2 separate regions of the Mus musculus genome follow, and region 2 is linked to region 1. Evidence: chromatin contacts called from public HiChIP or PLAC-seq data. All regions are on one chromosome and are shown on one strand. Each heading gives the region's core, a stretch centred on a gene start, on an enhancer-like site or on the middle of the called end of the contact. The rest is flanking DNA. Distances are from core to core; before and after follow the strand shown. Region 1 holds the start of Krtap1-5 (keratin associated protein 1-5). Region 2 has its middle 14 kb from the start of Krt32.

What was found. HiChIP or PLAC-seq counts read pairs in DNA pulled down with a chosen protein or histone mark.
Region 2: a FOXA1 HiChIP or PLAC-seq map of pancreatic cancer cells shows a contact between it and region 1. The contact joins the enhancer-like site here to the promoter of Krtap1-5 in region 1. A contact is called at or near these places in 12 of 39 promoter capture datasets (the C10 cell line, the HPC-7 cell line, cranial neural crest and 6 more), 1 of 115 datasets of contacts at active chromatin or transcription factors (pancreatic cancer cells) and 3 of 9 other capture datasets (adipose tissue, liver and macrophages).

The regions. Positions count from the first base shown.
Region 1 is chr11:99,579,476-99,582,905 of GRCm38.p6, reverse strand. It overlaps Krtap1-5 (keratin associated protein 1-5), which reads left to right and starts at 1,890. Exons shown (of 1, transcript NM_027157.3): 1 at 1,890-2,929. The coding sequence starts at 1,941. The coding sequence ends at 2,309. It overlaps Gm32730 (a long non-coding RNA gene), which reads right to left and starts at 1,133. Exons shown (of 5, transcript XR_880207.2): 1 at 965-1,133. Krtap1-4 (keratin associated protein 1-4) reads left to right here. Exons shown (of 1, transcript NM_001039502.2): 1 at 1-357.
Region 2 is chr11:100,072,238-100,075,667 of GRCm38.p6, reverse strand. No RefSeq gene overlaps it. Among named protein-coding and RNA genes, the nearest start is that of Krt32, 14 kb to the left of the region's middle. Within about 2 kb of position 1,682, at least 9 of the 459 cell types and tissues checked have an H3K27ac peak or open chromatin away from gene starts, as enhancers often do. A contact at or near this core is called in pancreatic cancer cells, where this site is marked.

The DNA.
Region 1 (3,430 bases), core at 641-3,140:
TGGAATTAGTCCACTGAACACGCGTCTCAATCAGCATGTTCCAGGGACCCTTCTTTGCTTAGATGATGCACAAAGGATGCAGCAGTACATCATTCCAGTGAGGTGTGGACTTTATTCCCTAGTCCTCGGTCCCCACACGTCTTCCATCAAGCTTTCCACTTGAAGAGACCCCGATGCTCTCAAATAAAGTGTTTTGTGCACAAGTGAATAGATTTCTGTGCATCTTCTAATTTTAAGCTGCCCATCTATAGATGATAGTAATCTTCAGGCATAGGCACATAATCTAAAGCAAAATGGTTGTATGAAAATTAACTTATGTTTGAATCGTCTGCTAATAAAATGTTCTGTGCATTAAATAATATTCATGGCTATTTAAATGTGTGAATGTTTATTAAAATGGACCCAGACCAATAGAGTTACCCTTCATGGACTTTTTATACCAACTCAAACCTTGTCCCATTTAATACAGTAGATGATTTTTCTTTATCCATGCACAACATAAAGAAACTAGATTATTATCTACTAACTCTTTTGCTAAATATCTGCCAATACCATTTCCAATAGAACTTGGGTTCAGTTCCTACAACTTGGCCTAACTCCATTCTGCTGATCTCCAGCTGTATAAACTTCAACTCCCAGTATTCACCTGCACTTACTGGGTGTATGAGGGATACATCTGTACTAGATAAGAGTAGAGCAAGCAGCTTTGAGGTATAACTGCTGAATTCCACCACCACATCATACAAATGCCTTAGAAATCTCAAACAGCAATATCACAATTTATAATTTGCAATCCAATTGAAAAAAAATGCCTTTCTTAAGAAGTTAACACAAACCTAGAACAAAAGGAGGTAGAGTCTATCATGTAATTTTAGTTCTTATATAAGCAGTTGACTAAATACACAAAATACATAAAGACTTAAGACTTTTTTTTTCAGGATATTTACAAGTCCCCACCACTTACCTCTCTCATTAAATTGGCAGCAACGATGGATTACAAATAGAATGGTACATTCCAGAAAAGAGAGAATTGAATGACTGTACTCCTAGATATTTTTCTCAAGCTTTTTCCAACCACTAAATTCAGACAAAAATAGCTCACTATTCCCTACTGTCTTCACGGCAAAGAAGTCTTTGTGGGCAGCGCTACAACTTGAAAGTGCTCTTACTCACTCTTGAGTGGTTCAGGCGTTCATGAATCATACCCTATACTCCGCCCCCCTTAGTTAATCACCCCTGAATCAGATTCAGTAAACATTTAATAAGAATATGCGAAAATCAGTCTGGATACTTTCTGAAGAGAAAAAGAAAAAAAAAAAATAAAAACAAGTCATTTAGTTCACAGTGAAAGAACTCTCTGGCCTGAAATACAAATAACGCTTACACATTTCCAATCTATTGAAATGGAAAGAGCTACGAAGACCATTTGATTATGGTGACAGTGTCGATGGGGTAGATGTTACATGTATGCTCAATTTGGCAAATACACCAATGCTTTAAATTCAATAGAATTTAGTCTATCTATGCAAGAGAGAAAAATAATGCTTGAAAGGCAGTCATATGGCCTTCTGCTTCAGAGGTTTGGCTAGACGGCCAAGTGGAATGACAACTATTCAGAGTAAGGGTGTTGTCTTAACCTACAGTAAGAAGACTCTTTGAACATGGAAACCACAAACGCTACTCCAAAGAGTATGCGGCCAATAGAACGAGTCACAGCGACCTTATAAAACAAAACCATCCCCATAATATGTCACAAGTATTTCAATGGAAGCCAATCAGAGGACCACTGAGGAACAAATTTAAACAAAAAACAAGAAAAATATGTTAAGAATTTTATAAACAGCAACTTGCTTGACTATATAAAAGGCCCCATGCTCAGGTTTGCTCCCAAACTCAGAAACTCATCCAACCTACTCAACATCCAACCAACTCCTGACAACATGGCCTGCTGTGCTACTAGCTTCTGTGGCTTTCCCACTTGCTCCACTGGTGGCACCTGTGGCTCCAGCTGCTGCCAGCCCAGCTGTTGTGAGACCAGCTGCTTCCAGCCAAGCTGCTGTGGGACAGGCTATGGCATTGGGGGTGGAATTGGCTGTGGCCAGGAGGGTGGCTTTGGAGGTGTGAGCTGCCGTGTTAGATGGTGCCGCCCTGACTGCCGCGTGGAGGGCACCTGCCTGCCCCCCTGCTGTGTGGTGAGCTGTATACCCCCAACCTGCTGCCAGCTGCACCACGCCCAGGCCTCCTGCTGCCGTCCATCCTACTGTGGACAGTCCTGCTGCCGCCCAGCCTGTTGCTGCTACTGCTGCTAATCCACCTATTAAGAGCTAATTTTTTGATTGCCCAGATCATGGTATTCTTGAATTGTGCATCTCCTTAACCAACTCTGGAGCAGTAACAAGTTCTCCAACCTTTGCTTCGTTGTCTTTTATGAGGCCTCAGAGTACAGGCGCATCACAGCCCTGTCCGAGTCTGTTCTATAACCAATACCTTGACCCTCTACAGTGGATCCAGAAATGCTGAGAACCCACAGGCTGACCACCAAATTGTTCTGGATGTATTGCATCTGAAACTCTTGCAGAATTGAAAATTGTCAAAATCTTGAAGAATATTTTCTTTAGAACAATCTGTAATCCTATTCTTCCTGCTTGGTGACCAACTTTTATCTTCTGTTTACTTAAAGCTTTTCTAACATCAAAGACACCAGCCCACAGCTGAGAGACATTCTTCAGATGTCATCAGAGAAAAATGGAAGTTCCTTAACCAACTTCTGGCTGCTAAGAAATAGGCCAGACCATTCTACACTTTTCCACTGGATCCTTTCCTTATTTTTTTTGGATCATAATTCGTTTGCCTGCTGGCCATTCCATTATATCTGTAGCATTGTGACTTCTGATGTTTCTTAATAAAGCTTATATCCTGGGCAAATTAACTATGGTTTGTTTCTACTTGTGTTTCATCTGCTTATGGTATTAGAAAATGTACTTAAATGAATCCATTTGTTCCCTCTGAGGGACTGAAGTCAATCGTGTTTCATGTATCACTCATTCCATTAAAATGTATTAAGTGCCACTTTAAAGCAGGAAGTTGGAAGAGATGATAGAGACTTGACAGATGATGAAGATCAATTCTTACCTGTGACAACATGGCTATACAGAAAGAAAAATCATATGCTCAAATAGCTACTATGGAATGCGATAAATTGTAACCTCTTCCCAGCTCACAAAAGTAAACTTAGTGGGCAGACTTGTTTGTGGCCAATATGTCTAGAGATGCCTGTTTACAATAAGGTATTAACAATAAGGTTTCCCTACAGGCCACAAAGCACCAGAATCCCACCAGAATGGTGTGAAATAATAACAACTGAGACTGGAAGAAATTTTTTGTCTAGAAATAGAGAAAAAAAGAGAGTATTATGTCATCGGGAGCTTGT
Region 2 (3,430 bases), core at 433-2,932, 490 kb before region 1:
GTTGTTCTTGTCTGGTGTTTGGGTATGGCAATGAGAAAAATAACTGCCACAGAGGCTAAATGGGTTCTCTAACCTTCTAGCCCTCGCTATGGTACAGGTTCTTTAGGGGTTCTTTCCCTGAGACCAGAGGCCCCTGTGTTTGGGCCACCTGAATGTCCTGATGCAGCTTAGGGAATGACACTAGAGCCTAGCGGTGACTCAAAGAACACAGCTGAATTATCTTTAAGAAGATAATATGACACCTTCAGCAAGAGGGGGCAGTATCAGAAAATTCAAATGCAGGTACCCTGTCTTTTATAAGCAAGGAGGCTATATCTGCTGAAGAGTTGTTTCCCATGTAGTGCTGGGGCTAGGGATTGCAGTATTGCATCTGTTCACTCAGTGGGTGGACATAAGCTCATGGCTGGGCATTTGGCTCTTGTAACTCATCTGCAAACTATATTTTCTAGGATCATGGCTCTTGGTGTCACAAGAGTCCCTCTTCTGTGAAGACTCTTTTTCTACTCCAGATAGCTTTGGGCAAGCAGCCACCCCAGAACTCTACCCATTGGTTGTCCAACCTTCAGTACTGGCACCTACTTCAAAGACAGATACTGATGGAATAACCCTTGCCCCAAACCTGTGGACTCTCTCAGTAAAAGCTGACATCTCAGTTCCTGGCCAGAGAAGAACAAAGAAAGAAGATTGCTGTTCAGAGAGCTGCTGGCTGCTCATCTGCCTCTGCCACCACAGGTCCAGAGTGTGTCGCCCTGTGCCAGAGGGTAGAGGCCCATACAAAGAGCTGGTCCAGGTGTTGGAGGATGAGTCTGGCATGGAGGCTCAGCAGGGGTCTCTGGGGGAGTAACTCTGTGCTTGGAAAGTGGTAGTACTAATGGTGGAACATTTACAGGGATGCCCCCTCCTTTAATGGCACAAAGCCCCCAAGTTAGCCTGTTCAGCAATTCTGAATGGAATGCTCTAGGACCAGAAAAGAAAAGCCTAATCTTTCCTATCTGGACACCAGGCCTTGGGGACTGCTAATTTCTAGGACTGGATCTAGGGAGAACAACTCATATAGCACTAGTAAAGAGCATAGAGGGCCCCAGGTTCCCTGTCACTGGGTGTGGGGGTGTAGTGCTTCTGGGGACACCTAATGAGAACCAGCAAAAGGGGTTCTACAGTTCAAGAGTCCGGCTGAGGTGGCTCCCAGACTGTGCAGGAGTCCTCTAGGCCTAAACCTATCTCTTGGTTCTGGGAGAACTTGATTCTGAGATCTTCTCTTCCCAGCCCCTAATCCCCTTTGCATGCAGGGTTCTGTATTCACCCTGCAAGGCATAGGAGCTCCATTCTTGATGATAACTTCCCAGATGTCTGTACCAAAGAAGAGTTAAGGTGAAATGTGCTTCCTCCCACTCTGAGAATGTCTGTTTCCTGCACGTGATTGACATGCCAAATGAGTCTCTATGTACCACAGGTGTGTGGCCTACCCACCCAGACCTCAATCATGCATCCACATCAACCCTGTAATCCTGGTATTCATGTAGAAGAACCCACCCCACAGAAGGGGGAGGGCAGTTCTTTGCTGAGCCCCAATATCTGGGCTCTAGTCCAGACTTCTCAAGGGTGTGGAGAAGACCTTGTAAGCAAACACATTACTAATTCCCCCTTGGAGTATTGCTATTTATACCAGTGAAATAAGTAGGCACTGTCTAAAGACAAATGAGTAATGGGAAAGTTTAGTTCTCAGGATTGCTGAAGAGGCCTGGCAACCCTTTGCTGTTCATGAACAAAGCAAATCCCATTAGCAAATCTCACTCTGTGAGATGTGAAGTCTCTCCAGGATCTCAAAAGGCAGATTGTATAATCCTCTTTTGCCACAGAGAAAAGGAGAATCCTGTGACTTAACTGAAACCTGTGAGGAGGCCCGAGCCTGCATGCCTGTCTCCGAAGGGTTGCTCTTCACTCCAGCGTCTTTTCTCACACTCCTTTCTCAGACCTCCAAGTCACCACTTCCCAGCCTCCACTAAAGTCAGAACCATCTAGAGAGCTGATATCTGGACTTTACTTGCCAGGATACTGATGCTGTTGGCCTGAAAGTGACTGGGAACAGACTCTCTAGTCATTGACCAGGGTCTGGTCTATTGCAACTCCCATGCTTAGAAGCTGTTTGCATTGGGTTTAGAAGACATTATGTCTGTTCCAGATGTTTCTCACCCCTGTATGTACAACTGTTCCCTGTGCTCTAAGAAGTCAGCCCATCTTACCACGAGTCACAGGTTCCTGGGACACTTGTGCAAACCCTGTCTGTTGGTCCTGACCTGATATAGTAGGTTCAGGCTGGGACCTGAAAATGGGTATTTCTAAGAAGTTCCCAGGCAATGCTGTTGCTAATGGCTAGAAAACTGAGCATTGGCAACAATTCCCTGGAGGATGACAAAACCTGCTTACACAGGAGTTCAGACACAGGTCTTTCCCACTAAAGTCCGGAAGCGGACCTACATTTGTATTGTGTTCCTTCTCTATATTGGCTTCCTCCTCCTAATGATTCCTAGTGGTCTCACATGGAGCCATATCTTTCTGGGGTCCGTGGCAGCACCAGAAAGTGCAGGGGTTGGCTCAGGAGAGGAGCACACATCTCTGAAAGAGAATGATTGCCAGGGTTGCGCAAGCTGCTTTCACCCTTTCCGGGGCCTACCTGATTCCTTCAGACTCACAGTCCAGCGTGGCCCTGGGGGCTCTAGGAAAGCATCTTGGGACTGGTGAGAGGAAGCTATATGTGCACCATGGCCACACTTCTTTCTTCTTTTTCAAGGGTAGGTCTATAGCATACATTACCCGTTGTGAATTTGTAGAATAAACTGATGCGTTAAAAAAAAATCCACTGTCACACATTTGGAAAGCAGGGCCAAGGTGAGTGTGGGAGCTACCTCTTATTGCCTCCCAAGAGATGATTTTATGCATCTCTTTCCAACTCCTCACTCAGAGACACATTACTGGCTTCACTATAGTGGAATATTTATACCACACAAATGGCACACCAAATAAATTAGCATTGATTGCCCTTTCTTTTCTGAAGAGTGAATTCATAAGCACATCTCTGTTTGGGTATTTATCTTTTTTCACATTGCTAAGAATGTGAGATGTCGATTCATTGGCTTAACACGCAAGTGTCTTTTCTTGACCACATTGTATTTATCACCAGTGTATTAAACACATACAGGTGGAACATCTACCTTGCATCTGGGCTCTGGGGCAATGAGACATGATCAGGTAAGTGGTAGGGAGGATGGGACCACAGTGCCAAATGGCAGGAGAAACCTGATAATCAGAGAGAGAGAGAGAGAGAGAGAGAGAGAGAGAGAGAGAGAGAGAGAGAGAAGAAAGAAGAAAGAAGAGGACGAGGAAGTAGAGGAAGAAGAAAAAGAGAAGACAAGAGGAGAGATAGAAGAGA